Regions from separate parts of the Bos taurus genome. Here region 2 is linked to region 1. Evidence: chromatin contacts called from public Hi-C data. All regions are on one chromosome and are shown on one strand. Each heading gives the region's core, a stretch centred on a gene start, on an enhancer-like site or on the middle of the called end of the contact. The rest is flanking DNA. Distances are from core to core; before and after follow the strand shown.

Evidence for each region. A called contact is a pair of places that touch in the nucleus more often than the background predicts.
Region 2: a contact with region 1 is called in a Hi-C map of liver, with 2.5 times the contacts expected there. The contact joins the enhancer-like site here to the promoter of PPP1R3B in region 1. A contact is called at or near these places in 2 of 11 Hi-C or Micro-C datasets (liver and skeletal muscle).

What each region holds. Positions count from the first base shown.
Region 1 is chr27:25,187,634-25,194,485 of ARS-UCD2.0, reverse strand. It overlaps PPP1R3B (protein phosphatase 1 regulatory subunit 3B), which reads left to right and starts at 5,211. Exons shown (of 2, transcript NM_001103247.1): 1 at 5,211-5,305.
Region 2 is chr27:25,317,213-25,324,874 of ARS-UCD2.0, reverse strand. No RefSeq gene overlaps it. Among named protein-coding and RNA genes, the nearest start is that of PPP1R3B, 130 kb to the right of the region's middle. Within about 2 kb of position 5,579, at least 17 of the 102 cell types and tissues checked have an H3K27ac peak or open chromatin away from gene starts, as enhancers often do. A contact at or near this core is called in liver and skeletal muscle, where this site is marked.

The DNA of each region.
Region 1 (6,852 bases), core at 3,962-6,461:
TACAAGAAAGAATCAGGGATGCTGTCCTCCAATATAAAACAAAAAGTTTAATATAAAAAGAACAAAACAAAATGAAAAGTTAAAAAAAAAAGAATTAGGGATGCAGACAAAGATTTAAATATGAAGGTCCTTATCGAAGTATATTTTTAATAGAGAAAATTTGGAGTAAAAAAATCTAAGTATCCCATAATAAGAAAATAAAATGTGGTCTCTTTATGTGAAGGCATACTATGCAGTCATTAAAAAGCATGTCAGGAAAATTCTAATATCAATACACTGAAAATGAGCAGCCATGATTAGAAAATTAAAATATTAAATTTTATATATACTATGATCCTGATAATAAAATGTTTGGGTACAGAATAAATACTGAAAGAAAAAACAGTAAGTTACTTTGGTAGTTTTGACTGGGTGGTGCTGATTCTGTTTTCATCACAATATTTTTCTGTGTTTTCCACAATGTCCACAGTGATCTTGTATTAGTTTTATAATCATAAGCATAATATACAGTGCAAATTAAAGATATATCTGGATCATACAAAGCACTGCGCTAGATATAAAGCTGGAGCATAAAAGCTGTTTTGTTAATGTAACTTTTAAAGGAATGGTCCCTACATCAGCATCATACAGAAACTCAGAAACTCTCAACTATGTAAATTACTGATGGGCTCTAGGAGCTTTGACATGTATATTACTCAAGATCTTTCCAAGATCTTCTCTTCTGTGCTAAGGACATATTCTCATTGACAGAGGCTTACAGAATCCCTTTACTGGTATTCATCTGCCTGTCCCATAAAACATGACCTAGCAAGTCCCCTTCAGCAATTCTGAAAGAGGGACAGAGGGCCCCAGGTAATATGATGCACCCAGAGCGCATCTGCAGCTCTGACAGGTGCAAACAACGCCTCTCATCTAAATATAAATGGACTTAAGCAGTTTGGAAACAGTCTTTCCCACTTTCTATTCTGATCGAGCAAAAGAATGCTCTCTTCTTTAGTTCTGACTCTCTATGCTGGTTATTTTTTTATTTAGATTCACTTAAATTCAAAGAGAAGCAATGTTAGAACTCTAAGACGACAGAAAGAAAAGGATTTCCAAAATCTTGTGTGATTTGAACTGTTTTTGAAATTGTTAAGTTGAGGAGGAGATAAGGTATTAACATTTTTTAAAGTTTTCTGGACGAGCAAAAAAAAAAAAAAAACTGATGTTAACACATGCAGAAGGAAAGACTATCTAGTATTTAAGCCAGAAAGAGGATCTGATTTTTAATCAATGGAGTGGAAATTCTTTGGGGGAACATATAGAAGAACTCTGTGCCATTTCCAATTCCTGCCATTCTCTCTCCCATTACCCCTAAACGTTTTCTCCCCCTTCAGGATCCTGCTCAATGGTCACTTCTCAAAGGTCAGCCTTCTCTAACCTTCCCCTCTTCCCTCTCCCCCACTGACACACACACAGTCTTTCTCTTAGCTCCCCAGAGATCTGCCTTTCACACGTTCATTCCACATCATTATTTGTCAGTTTAAGAGCTTCTTGAGAGTAAGATAATATATCACTCATTTTTCCATTTCCAGCACCTAGGCTTAAGTTGGTTAATAGTGCACTATAGAACAAATGAACAAATGTGTAAGACACAGCTAAAAAGTCACAGATGAACCCAGTGCAAGAATAAGACAGTGCTACCACTAACAACCATGAAAAAAGAGAAGTTTATGGATGATCATTGGCTATCCTTAGCCACTGGCTTCTTTTTATTTGGGGGAGAAGGATAGGCTTATTAAAGAATATTAAGGCTACAATTCAATGCCAGATATTAGAAAAGGAACTTGGTAAGCATTGACTAAAGGGTTGAAATTTTCCGTTTTCGGTTTCCCTCTTTGTTGCTAGAAAATGAAACCGCAAAGCAAGATTGTCTAAGGACCAGTACATCTCTCAGGTTCTGGGGTTCAGGACTGATATGAATTCTCCTGCAACAGTTCTCCAGAGCTTGCAACCCAGCTCTATTCCAATCTCAAAGACTGTGCTCTTTTCAAACTCTTAGATGCCACAGTCCTACCTACCAAGACTGTGGTGTGCCACAACTAAGTTTAGCCCCACTCTCCTGGTCTGAAATAGTCACCTAAACCACAGGGGAAATTATTACCCATGATTTCCTAGATCTATGTAAGGAAGATACTTCCAAACCCAAATGCTATAAAATTGTATTTACTTGTCCCAACTCCTTCCCACTTGGGTTCAGATCACCCTTTACCTGCATATGTTTTGCAATACCTGTTGGCTCTTTATCTCTGCCCACTCCTCTAGCGTGCTCCCTCCACTTGAGAAATGTAGGCAGCACTTGGCTTCATAAATTTTCAAACTTCTCATCAGCTAATAAAAGGGTGTTTAGAGTTGGCAAAGGAATTATTGCATAGGAATTTCATTTGCCAACTGCCTAGCAATAGTTAATTTCCCAGGTGGTCCTTAATTAGATTTATCCACTGAAAGAGAAGGAAGAGGACTAATGATCACCCTTCAGACAGGAAGACTGAGTCTGAGGAAGCTCTCTATAGCACCGAAGACTCCAACTACATTATTGTAATGGACCAGAGTTTTTGTCTTACATTGCTAGTAAAGTTAGAAGCTGCTTTTAAATCTCTTATAGCAGAAATTCCCATATGCTATGGTCAACATAATAAATTTTTATAAAGCTAAATATACGCAATATGAAGGACTAGCCTCTACTGAGATTAGGCCCTTCCTGTATTTTGTTGTTGCTGTTAAAGAGTGTGTGCATGTGAACTCAGTAGTGTCCAACTCTTTGCAAACCCATGGGATTCTCCAAGCAAGAATAGAGTATTTCTTTCAAAAATAAAAGGTGGTAACAGAAGATGGTAGGACTTGTTTATATTTTTAATTGGCACTTTAAAAAGCTGGTAATCCTATATTAATTTCCAAAATTCAATAAACCTGGAAAACTGGGATCCTCATCCCTAAAGTGGTTAGCTCAGAGCTGGTCACCAAGGAAATGATATCTATGACTGCTGCTGCTGCATGCATATTAAATTGATCTCATATGGGTGGAGGGGCTTCTAAACTCTATTCTAAACTCATCATTCTCTACAGATCTCAAGCTGAAGCCCAGAGATCAAGGAGGCCCTGTAGATACAGGTTGAATCCGTTCATACAGATTCAAGTTAGGTAGTTTCCTCGGAAATATACCTACCTGCTGCTGCTGCTGCTGCTGCTGCTAAGTCACTTCAGTCATGTCCGACTCTATGCAACCCCATAGACGGCAGCCCACCAGGCTCCCCTGTCCCTGGGATTCTCCAGGCAAGAATACTGGAGTGGGTTGCCATTTCCTTCTCCAATGCATGAAGATGAAAAGTGAAAGTGAATTCGCTCAGTCGTGTCCGACTCTTAGCGACCCCATGGTCTGCAGCCTACCAGGCTCCTCCATCCACGGGATTTTCCAGGCAAGAATACTGGAGTGCGGTGCTGTTGTTTTCTCCAATACCTACCTGAGAAACCCTCAACTATATATGCAATATTCTGAGATGGGTATTGGTCCTTTGCCTCAATAACAACTTTATTAAAAGGATTTTACTGTATTCCATTCACAGGGACACCCGGACCGTGATCGGCACAAAGCAAGCGTTCAGTAATTACTTATTTTCAACAGTATCCTAGAAGCTGGGGATACTGATCCCGACAAGGCTCCACCTAAAACGGAGGGAAACACATTTGGCATTCTCTCCGGGCTCCTCTGGGCTCCACGTGTGATGGAGGAACTAGCGGTCACCTGTGAACCCCGTGGCTGAAGAGTAAGACAAAGGCGGGGCCGACGGGACGGGTGAATGGCTCTGCAATCCCGTCCGCGCGCGTAGGGTGACTTTTCCCGGCTAGGACTTTGCCTAGGCAGTAGGAACTGTGCCAGGCGCCGGCGTCCAGCCCTCTGGCTGTAACGGGAAGCCGTGCAGCAGGCAAGTGCCTCTGCCCCCTGGCGCCCGTTCCCCCGGCTTCGGATGAAATTGTGACCCACCGCCCTCTTCCCAGCCCTTGGAACCCGGCCCTATCGCTCTGGGCGCGCAGCCTATCACGTGGCGCGGCGGTGCTGGGGGGGGGCGGGGGTGGGGGGGGTGGGACCGCGGCTCCGCGGTTATTGGTGGACGGCGCGCGTCTCGGGCGCGCCCATTGGCTGCGGGGGGCGTTCACGGGAAAGGGGGGTCTGGGAAGGCGTCCCGAGTGGGGAGAGGTGGCCTGAAAGTTAAAGGGAGCCGCGCGGCGGCTAGAAGTTGGAGTCCCAGGTGAGGGGCCGCAGGGAGGAGGCGGGAGGGCTGCTCTAGCGCACGGACGGATGCGGCTGCCCGCGGAGGGCGCCCACCTGAGCCCCGGCCCCCGCTCCTGCTGTCGCCGCCGCTGCCCCCGCCACCCTGGCTGGGATGCTGCCGCAGGCTGGCGCCTCCGCACCTCGGGGCTTATGAGCTGTACCAGGTACGTCCCCCACCAAGCCCGCAAGGCCAGGTGCCCGACCACAGAAACGGCGACGAGGGCACGCATCAGGGACCCCCTCTGGTGCCTGCCTCACACACTTTCTTAGGCCAGCTTGCAGTTACACTCTGGGCATGGGACACTCTAGAAGGGCTTGAGGAAACTGTTGCTTCCTCGTGGAGAGGGCAATGCAGGGACCAGAGGTTGGATGGAGCCTGGCCGGACCCACGTGATGCACCGATTGGGGGTCCTGGCCACGATGGGAGGCTGGGGCTGGGAGTCCAGACCACTCTTGGTCCCTACTGTGCCGAGTTCGAACCTGACACTAGGCTTTTCCGCCTGGGAACCGACACTCCTAGAGCTGAGCCCTGGGATCTTGAGCAGAAGGGAAAGTCGCTGCGTCTCTCACGCCGCCTCGATTGCCCGTTACAACGTAGGGAAACACTGGGTGATCTCTCAGGTCGCCGAGGGCTACGGGACACGGAGCGCACCGGCGGCTGGGGCCACTCGGAGCCGAGCCACCTCGGGTCCCCGGCCCCCAGACGGGCCGTCCTGGGCCGGCGGGGTCGAGGTGGCCGCGCGGGGACGCTCTCGCGGCGCCTCTCCGTCCGGGGTGGCCCCGCCGCCCCGCCCTGGTGTGATAACTAGGGCTCCTCCTCCTCGTCGTCTTCCTCCCCCTGCCGGTCACAACTCCGGGAACCCAGCCCAAGCCCTGCCTCCCGGACACACACCGAGGCTCACGTAGTCTGGTGGCGGCAGCCTCCCCTGCCACCTCCCTCCGGGTTCTCCGATGCAGCGAGCCAGCTGGAAAGGGGGCTTCCCCGCGGCCCCACAGGTGGGTTCCCGCCCGGCGAAGGATCTCTGGGAGGGGTTGGGGGCGGGGCGCAGCCCGGGCCTGGCTGGACCCAGGCGACAGTGACCTGTGGGATCTTTGAAGCCAGGACGCCCCGGCCTGCCCCCGTGTCCTGTTCCTGTCCGTTTTGAGTCCAGAGAAAGAGGTGTGGAAGCGACTCAGTGCAAAAGAGGGAGCAGAGAGCCCAGAACATACTAGAAGGTTTGGGCTCTCTCCTGGTATTGTTTGCTGCAGAAGAGGAGAAAATTGAGAACTTGGAGAGTTGCTAGAAGATGTTGGGGCCTGTGGTGTGTGTGGCCAGGCCTCCCTGGGAGACCCACGGCCCAGGAGAAGCCAGAGGAAGGCCTTCAGGCTGGGGTGCAGAGGAGAAGAGGAAATGGTTCATTTGGCAGGGTTGTCCAGGAGCCAAGACTAAAGTGAAGACAGCTGGAGGATTTACCCCAAAAGTAAAGTTGAGGTATTTAGGGAAAAGTTAGTGGGAAAAGAAGAACCATCAGGCAATATCAGCAACCCAGAATGTCAGAGCTCAAAGGGATCTCAGGGGAGAAGCTCAAGCCCAGAGAGTTTGAGTAATTTGCCCTGAGTGCCACAATGGCACCCCACTCCAGTACTCTTGCCTGGAAAATCCCATGGACAGAGGAGCCTGGTAGGCTGCAATCCATGGGGTCGCTAAGAGTCGGACACGACTGAGCGACTTCACTTTGACTTTTCAGTTTCATGCATTGGAGAAGGAAATGGCAACCCACTCCAGTGTTCTTGCCTGGAGAATCCCAGGGACGGGGGAGCCTGGTGGGCTGCCGTCTATGGGGTCGCACAGAGTCAGACGTGACTGAAGTGACTTAGCATAGCATAGCCACAGCCACGTGTAGGCATTCCTAGGCCAGTGTGCTGTATTTCATATTGGACACTTCTAGATGCAAACACTGTGCCATTTTAACTTATCTCTTTCCTATAACATGCAACCTCATCCACAGATATTTATCTCAGAGATGCTTTGGATGGCGGTGACAGAATAGAGGAGTCCAAGTGGCATCTAGGGCTGCGAATAACAGCCCCATGGTCAGAGTACCATGGGAAAGATGCCAACTTTGTTCACACTATGGCAGCCAAACCTTTTGGGAGCAAATAGAGAAATGCCAAAGGCGTAGGTGGCCACATCTTTAAAACAAAAATTATACCTGGTAACTTGGTTGTCAACGCTTAGCTTCACAACGTAGCTTCAGTGTTCCTGGTGAGTTATTGGTGCGTCTGATATTTCTGTCTTTTCTTATCAGAGTGCAAGAGAATGGGGGAGGCAATGTGTTGGCCTCAATACAAAAGAAAAAGATTTGCCTTCTATAAAAGGCACAGCCAGAGAGTCAGTAGTTCAGCTGCTTGAAACTGTGAAGGTTATAGGGTTATTTTCTGTACAAGTTGATAGATTTTAGAGAAGAATCACCATTACACGTAACCCTTGCCAGCTGTCTTGAGAGGGTGTGTTGTTTGTTACTAGTGGAACAGGGAAAACTTTTATGCAAAACTCTCCATGT
Region 2 (7,662 bases), core at 4,330-6,829, 130 kb before region 1:
ACATATGGATGGAAGCTGTTTTATTTTACCTTAAGGACTCTGGGAGATGGGCAGGGCGAGTGTTATATCTCCATTGTTTCAATAGGTGGGAATGTGGGCTGCAGAGGTTACAACTCTTCCAAGTAACACAGAACTTGCCTTTAGTTTGATTGGTTCTTTAGAGTCAGACACGACTGAGTGACTGAACTGAACAAGTCAGAAAATACCGTGAGGATATTTATTTATTTATATTCACAGACTATCAAATAAATAAACATCCTCATAGTATTTTCTGACTTGTGGCCCCTATTAGTGAAATAAATTGAACCCAAGCCCATTGGCCATCTTGTTTAAGAACTCCTAGATGTAAATTTATTTATATTCACAAACTATCCAGGGTTTCCCTTGTGGATCAGATGGTTAAGAATCTGCCTGCAATGCAGGAGACCCTGGTTCGATCCCTGGGTTGGGATGATCCCCTGGAGACGGGAATGGCAATCTACTGCTTGGAGAATTCCATGGACAAAGGAGCCTGGCAGACTACCGACCATGGGTTGCAGAGTTAGATGCAACTGAGCGACAATCACTTTCACAGACTATCCATATATATTTATTAATATTTATTTATATTTAGATTTATCACAGCCACTGAAGGCTGATCCTGCCTCTAGTCCTCGCCTGCAGTTTGTCTCGATCAGAGGTTTGCAAACCAGGATTTTTATTTGTTTTTTGTGTGTGTGTCTGTAGGCCAGGAGCTGAGAATAATTTTTGCATTTTTAAAGGGTTGTTTAAAAAAAACCACACACGCACACACACACAAACATACACAAGACTGTGCAATAGAGGCCTCACATGATATATAAAGTCAGAAATATTTACCACCTGGTTCTTTGCAGAAAAGCTTGCCCACCCCGGGTTTCAGGGCCTTCTTGGTCTGTCGTGTATGGCATGATTTATGGCTGTTCTTTCATTGCATCCTTATAGCCACCCTGTGAAGTAGGTAGGGCAGCCGTTTGCATGTCCATTTTAACGGTGAGGACACAGAAGCTTGGAACAGTTACATAACTACACTGAGGTCATGGTCACTGTGCTGAGGCCAGTTCTCCTCATTGCCCACCCAGGACTCTTATCAGGAAATCACAGAAACACTGACCCAGCTCATCTTCACAGGGGGCGGAAAAGAAGGTTGAAGTGCATCCAAATTGGTTTGAGGGTACTGGGTCTGTCCACCCTTTCTTAGCAGACAGCTCATTGGGGGAAATTATCACGAAGATGATTTGGAAATGCTGGGAATGTTTAACTAGCCTCGTTAGAGGTTTTGGCAGGTCAGGCAAGAGCATGCATCCTCCCCTGCAGCCCATGGCTCCGCTTGGAGCCAACAGGGCCCTGCAGTCGGACGCCTGCTCCTTCTGCTTTCCCTCTCCCCACCATTCGCTCCCCTCTGTGCCCCGAGTGCACGCTGTGCAGAGCAGCTGGGGGGATGAATGCCCACATTATCCCCCCGGCCTGTCAGCAGCCACAAACCCGGGCAGCTGGTGTGGGGCCTGTGTCCCCGGTGTAAACAGCCGGCCAGCCTGAGTAGCGGCTTGTTCTCTCTGCTGATGCTGGGCCAGGTCTCCCCAACGCTAGGAGCCCCCTCCCACCCTACCCCACCCCGCCACCCTGGGGCTGAAGAAAAGAGGGGCTTTGTGCCCTTAATTCAGACCTTAATCCTCTTGAATGCTACCAAGGTAGAGACACTCATGGGATGGGTCTCTGAGTCACCCACAGGCAGGAGGGGCTGGGGGCGGGCTGGCTGCCTGTCGGGGTGGATTTAGGAAGTTTGGACACAAATGGTCAGAGGCTGGACTGCATGTCCAAGCCCTCAAACGTCTTCCTGCTGGCCTCCTGTGGAGAGACAGGGCGCATTCTTAGAGACAGGTTGTTAAGAGGCAAATCTGTGCAGCCATTACCAACTTGGTCACTCGGGTCACTGAGTAATTGAGTCCCTACTAGGCAGAGACCTGGCTCCTTGGGAGGGAGGAGAAGGTGACAGGATGAAGACAGGCAGGAATATGTCCCCGCTGACCAACTCAGAGCCTGAGCACACTCGAGATACACACGAAGACCAAAGGCAGGAGTCAAGGTCAGGGAGGGGAGGTCACCGCACTGAGGGGCTGGCTCTCTTTACATCTGCCTTTGATCGGTCCTCTCAGGTCCTGTTTCCACAATGACTCAAGCCTATGGCCAGACGCTTCCCTGGTGGTCCAGTGGTTATGATTTCACTGTCCAACGAAGAGGGTGTGGGTTCAATCCCTGGTCAGGGATCCAAGGTCCCACATGCTTGGAGGCCAAAAATCCAAAACATAATTCAGAAGCAATATTGTATAATTCTATAAAAACTTTAAATTCTATAAAAACTTAAAAAATGGTCCTTCCACATCAAAAAAAAAAAAAAAACCCAACCCTAAAGGCCAGTCTTCCCCTACATTCTCATACAAGTCCCTGTCTCCTCAGATCACCCCAAAGCTGCCTAATCTCCCTCTGTCACTATCACGGGGGTCCTTAGACACATCCACGTTGGAAATCTGCAAGTCTTACCAGAAGGAGCACGTGGATCTTTAGCTCTTTCTGTAGGACTTGTCCCTGCCTTGCCTTTCTCAGGGTCCTTCTTTCTTTGGCCCTTGAGTTATAGTTCTCAGAGTCCCATCCCACTTCCGTCTTTAGACGGAGAGCCACTTGAGAGACGACTCCATCTGACTTAGCACCAACATGATCCCTTGCCCCTGGGAGACATGCAATAAATTTGGAGCCATTGCAATGTTTTCCTCATGATTCTTCTGGCCAGATGCTAAGAAAAACTTTAAAAAACCTAGGTAAGGGCCAGCGAGGGGATTAAAGGCAGCTCTAAATCTAAAAGCGACACTTCCTAGTCCAGAACTTTTTTTTTAAAATTAATGTTCTTCAGGACACCAGGTTGCATCAGACATTTACAGACATTTCCAAACTCCTGAGCAATGCACTCGTCCCGGACTGCTGCCAGTGCAAACACTGCAACATCAGGGAGAAGAAAGAGTCTTCTTTTCCTTCCAGAGTCATTCACGTATAAAGATCAATTAAGATCGACAGAAGACAATCCTTAGGAAGGCGTTCCCCATGCTTTAGCTCTGAAACCACACTTTTCCTTCTCAGTTGTCTACTTTGGAGGTCCCTGATTCTACTTGCCAAGAGGGAACCTGCTGTGTCCGCTTATTTGCTGAATCACTGCTGATTGAACTCAGCAAATAGCAACAAAGAGCTGTTTTAATGAGATTTGAAAGTTTAGCAGTGAAAATTGGAAATCACAGCCCATCAAACTATCCAATCACCTGAAACTAACCTACTGAAATGTTCTTGTCACTCGCAGGAGTTCTATTTCTGGCATATATACACCAAATCTTCTTTGTCCATTCATCCACTGGTAGACACTTAGCTTGTTTCCTTGTCTTGACTTTTGTAAAAAAAAAAAAAAAAAAAATGCTGCAATGATGGGAGAGCAGGTCCCTCTTTCAGATCTTCTTTTTGTTTCCTTTGGATATACGCACAGAAGTGGGATGGCCGGGTCATATGGAAGTTCAATTTTTAATTTCTTGATGAAACTCCATACTACTTCCCATAAGGGCAGCACCAATAGACATAGAAGGTGCCTCCTGATCCCCAACAAAATGAGATTAAGATATGAGCACCCCACCCTTCTTCTCCCCATATTCTTCTCATTTTCTGACAGCTGGAATTTGTTTTTACACTGTTGAGGTTGATCATATTACATTTTTTCCTATAACCATATGTAAGACTTCTGTGTTCTATCAGGCTGATTCTCAAGGTGGGAAACCAGTCAACTTTATGTTAATATAAACTGAAAGCATTAATACATCAATCAATTTTTTCCCCATACACACAGGCAGATGCTGAGCCAAGATTCTGTCGATACTATGGTCGCCTAATCAGGAAGCGTGCGCTAGGTGGCTGGATTCCATTCATGACCCTTTCACAGTGGCCATCATGCTGCTGTTTTATGGGGCTTGTTGACAAGCAGGCGTCACTTTGGTTGAGCACAAAGAGGAGTCTGGCTAGGAGGCTCTCAAGGGTCAAAAACTGGGCGGGGAGGGAGTTGTTTACCCGAGCACTTTTTAGAGTGTTTACTCTAAAAGTGCTACTTCTCAGAAAGGATATCAATAACTGGAGAAAAGGGAGCTCTGATTTCTGCTTGGCTGTCAAGGGTCCAGACTCAGAGGTGGGTGAGGAGCCTGTAGGGTACCACCAACTGGCTCGTGCATCTGCAGACAATTGGAATTCTCTCCTCTGCCACCCCATCCCCCACCCCACCCCCATTCTGCAATATGGCTTCTGAGATCTGATTATCCATCAGTGGGCTTTTATTCCCTTCTTCTGAAAATGTGTTGGGGTCTGTCCTTCACTGTCTCTTCTAGTTATTTTGACTGTTAAGTTTATCCCTGTGTTTTTATTTTACTGAGGTCTCTGGAAGAAGAAGAAAACCACAGTTGCATCTATGCTTTACTTTGTTCCTGATTATAACATAGTTCAGTTTTATTATAAAGAAAAATTTCAAATAATCCAGAAAAAATATATATAAAAAGCAAAGGAAAACTCCATAAAAACCTGCAACTTGGAGGTAACCCCAGATGACATGATGAAAATTATTCCAGAATCTACTGACTTTTCCTGTTTTGTGTGGAATTTCTAGAGGGAATTTGCCTATCCTTTAATCCCTGAGTCTTCACTCCCTGGAAACCTGTTAAGCCAAAGGTGGGAATAAAAAGAGATGAATGCCCACTACTTGTCATGTTGCAGCCACCATCCCAGGCTTCAGTGAATAGAGAAGCAGTCGGGTAGGCAGTTTTTACTAAGGATTGCTTCATCCTTCTCCATTTTTCCTGCTTCTGACTTTCAGAGTATCTTATGGTGGAAACCTTGCACCCTTTAAACATTCTTGGCATTTCTTTGGAGAGACAGGCTATCTAGAGCAGATTCTTCTGGATTCTTCTTTCTCTGGGTTGGAGAGTGGGCAAATTAAAAATGAGATTTATTGGTGTATGATAATTCACATTTCATAGTTGGACCAGGCTTCCTGAGTTTTCTTGTGCTCTGAAACAAACAACAAAAAAATATTGCCCATCTCCTCTCCTTTCCCTGGAGAATAGGCCTTCTTCCTGAACGTACAGGTCCTGGGGTGAAAAGGAGGGGCGGTGTGAATAGCTATCCTCTTCATCCGTCTTCCTTGTACAAACAAGTTCTTTCAACTTTTCTATTTTGCTTGAATTGTGTCCGTTTACTTGCTCATGTTGAACACGAATGAGAGGAGATGAAGTGGGCTCTTCTCCAGTGGATTGCTGCTCCGGCCAGAGCTAGCAGGAACTAACTTTGCCTTCAGCTGTGTGGGGCAGCCCCCAGGGTCAGACATGAGAGAGCTCTCCAAGGGTGGGGGCCTGGCAGACTCGGTTCCGCCGTCCCTCTCATGAGGGGTCCACGCAGGCACCCTCAGGAAGCATCAGATAGCTCCGTGCGTCTCTGAGCCATCAGTCAACGCGCCAAGTCTGGCCTTCACTCCTGACTTGGCCCCAGCTCCTGGCAGAGGAGAGCCTCCGGAGGGGGGAGGGCCTCCAGCCTCACACAGACTTAAAGGGACAAAACCTATCACGTTGCTTCTCCAAGGAGGACTTGGGAGTTGGCTTTAAGTGTCCCTTCTCTTTTCTTTGACCCCCTTGTAGACAGTCTGTGCCCCCAGATTGCTGAGATGCCTGGGCAATGAGAAGCAGAGGGCAGGACTCCACCTGAGGTTGTCCTTGGGAAATGGCCTCTGTGAAGCCAGGCTTGACTTTGCATTCCAGCATGTCTGGCTCTTGGTGAGTGATCTTACCATGGTGATTATCTGGGTCGTGAAGATCTTTCTTGTATAGTTCTTTTGTGTATTCTTGCCACCTCTTCTTAATATCTTCTGCTTCTGCTTCTGAAAGATTGAAGGCAGGAGAAGGGGATGACAGAGGATGAGATGGTTGGATGGCATGACTGACTCAATGGACATGAGTTTGAGTAAACTCCAGGAGTTGGTGATGGACAGGGAGGCCTGGCGTGCTGCAGTCCATGGGGTTGCAAAGAGTTGGACATGACTGAGCGACTGAACTGAACTGAAGCCAGGCTTATCTTCCTGCAAACACTGATGACCTCTACTGTCACCATCAGGTCACTCTGTACCTCCAACCTTGGAAGAGGCTCCCCGTCCCCCTCCGCCTCCGACTCCGCCTCCCCCTCCCCACTTCCTGATAGTTAGTCATTTTGATCACCACCTGTGTTGCTGTCTATACCAACGTGACATTGCTCCCAGGCACTTCCAGGTGCTTTGGGATTCCAGGTACCAACAGAACTAGAATGAACTGGATACTTCCGGGAACCAGACAGGGCTGGGCAGCGTTCAGTGAAGAAAGTACTAGAGTCTGATGTTGAGACCACCATTCCATGTGTGTCCCTGACTTAGAAAGCTTAAAGCACTTCCACTGCCCTGGAAGGAGTAAAGGGGTCCCCATGTCTTCCCAAAGGGTTCTCCCTTTGCCCTCAGCTCGATTCTGCCCCCAGCCCATTTCCCTCCATGATCACCACATCCATCATTTCCATCCTCATAGGATTTTCTGCATTGGAGCCTCATTCTGTTTATTGGAACCCCTTGCTATCATCATGGACCCCAACCTTTCCTCACTGTTCTGCCTCCAAGGGCAATTGTCTCCTTGGGGTGGATGCCTGAAGTAGAGGAAGAAGTGAGCCATTTCCATGAAGTGGGCTAAGAATATTCTCACTTTACCAGTGTGCTGAACCCAGTTTCTGAAAATGCTACATTCACGGGACACTCGTCTCCCTTTCACCTTCATGAATTCTGGCCACTCGGATTCCCGTCACAGGTCCTGGACACGCACTCTGCCAGGAGTCCAGCTCCTGGAGTGGTTGCCATTCTGGTCAAGAGTATCCGGGATCCAACTAGTACAGAACTACCCTGGCTACAAGTCAGCAGTGTGATTTCAGCTGGCACTGGGCTTGCTGCTGGAATCACGTAGAGGAACAGTGGAGACTCAGACTTTCCACTATAATAATAAACTGCAGATGCCTATTTAAAGCACTCAGACATTTATTTCAAAGCTTTGGGGGGGGTGGCACTGGATGACAGAAACGAACTGGACTAGGGGCTGGGAGTCTGGGTCACTCTCTCTGTGTTCTGAACAGTTACCAGGTGTTCTTGGACTAACTGACCCCTTTATAAAATGAGAAGGTTGATGTGATGGAGTTGGAAAACGTGTTCCAGGCCCGATTTGAACTTGTGTGGAGGACTTCCCCACACCCACAAGCAAGCCTCAGATGCCAGCCAAGTGTCTGAGAAGTCAACCTAATTCTGACATTGTTTGCCTGGAGATAGAATCAGGCTCCACAGGTAAAAGGCTCAGTCCCATGGGACCACCCTCCACTTCAGATGCCCATCACACAACTGGGTGCTTTCTTCTAATAGACTGGATATGAATCTCAGAGTTTCCCACAACCTGCTCCTTGGGTTGCATTCATTTTACTAGAAAGGCTCACGGAGCTCAGGAAAACCCTTGAACTCTCTAGAATGCTGATTTATTAAAAAAGGATATTAATGGGTACGAATCAACAGTCAGATGA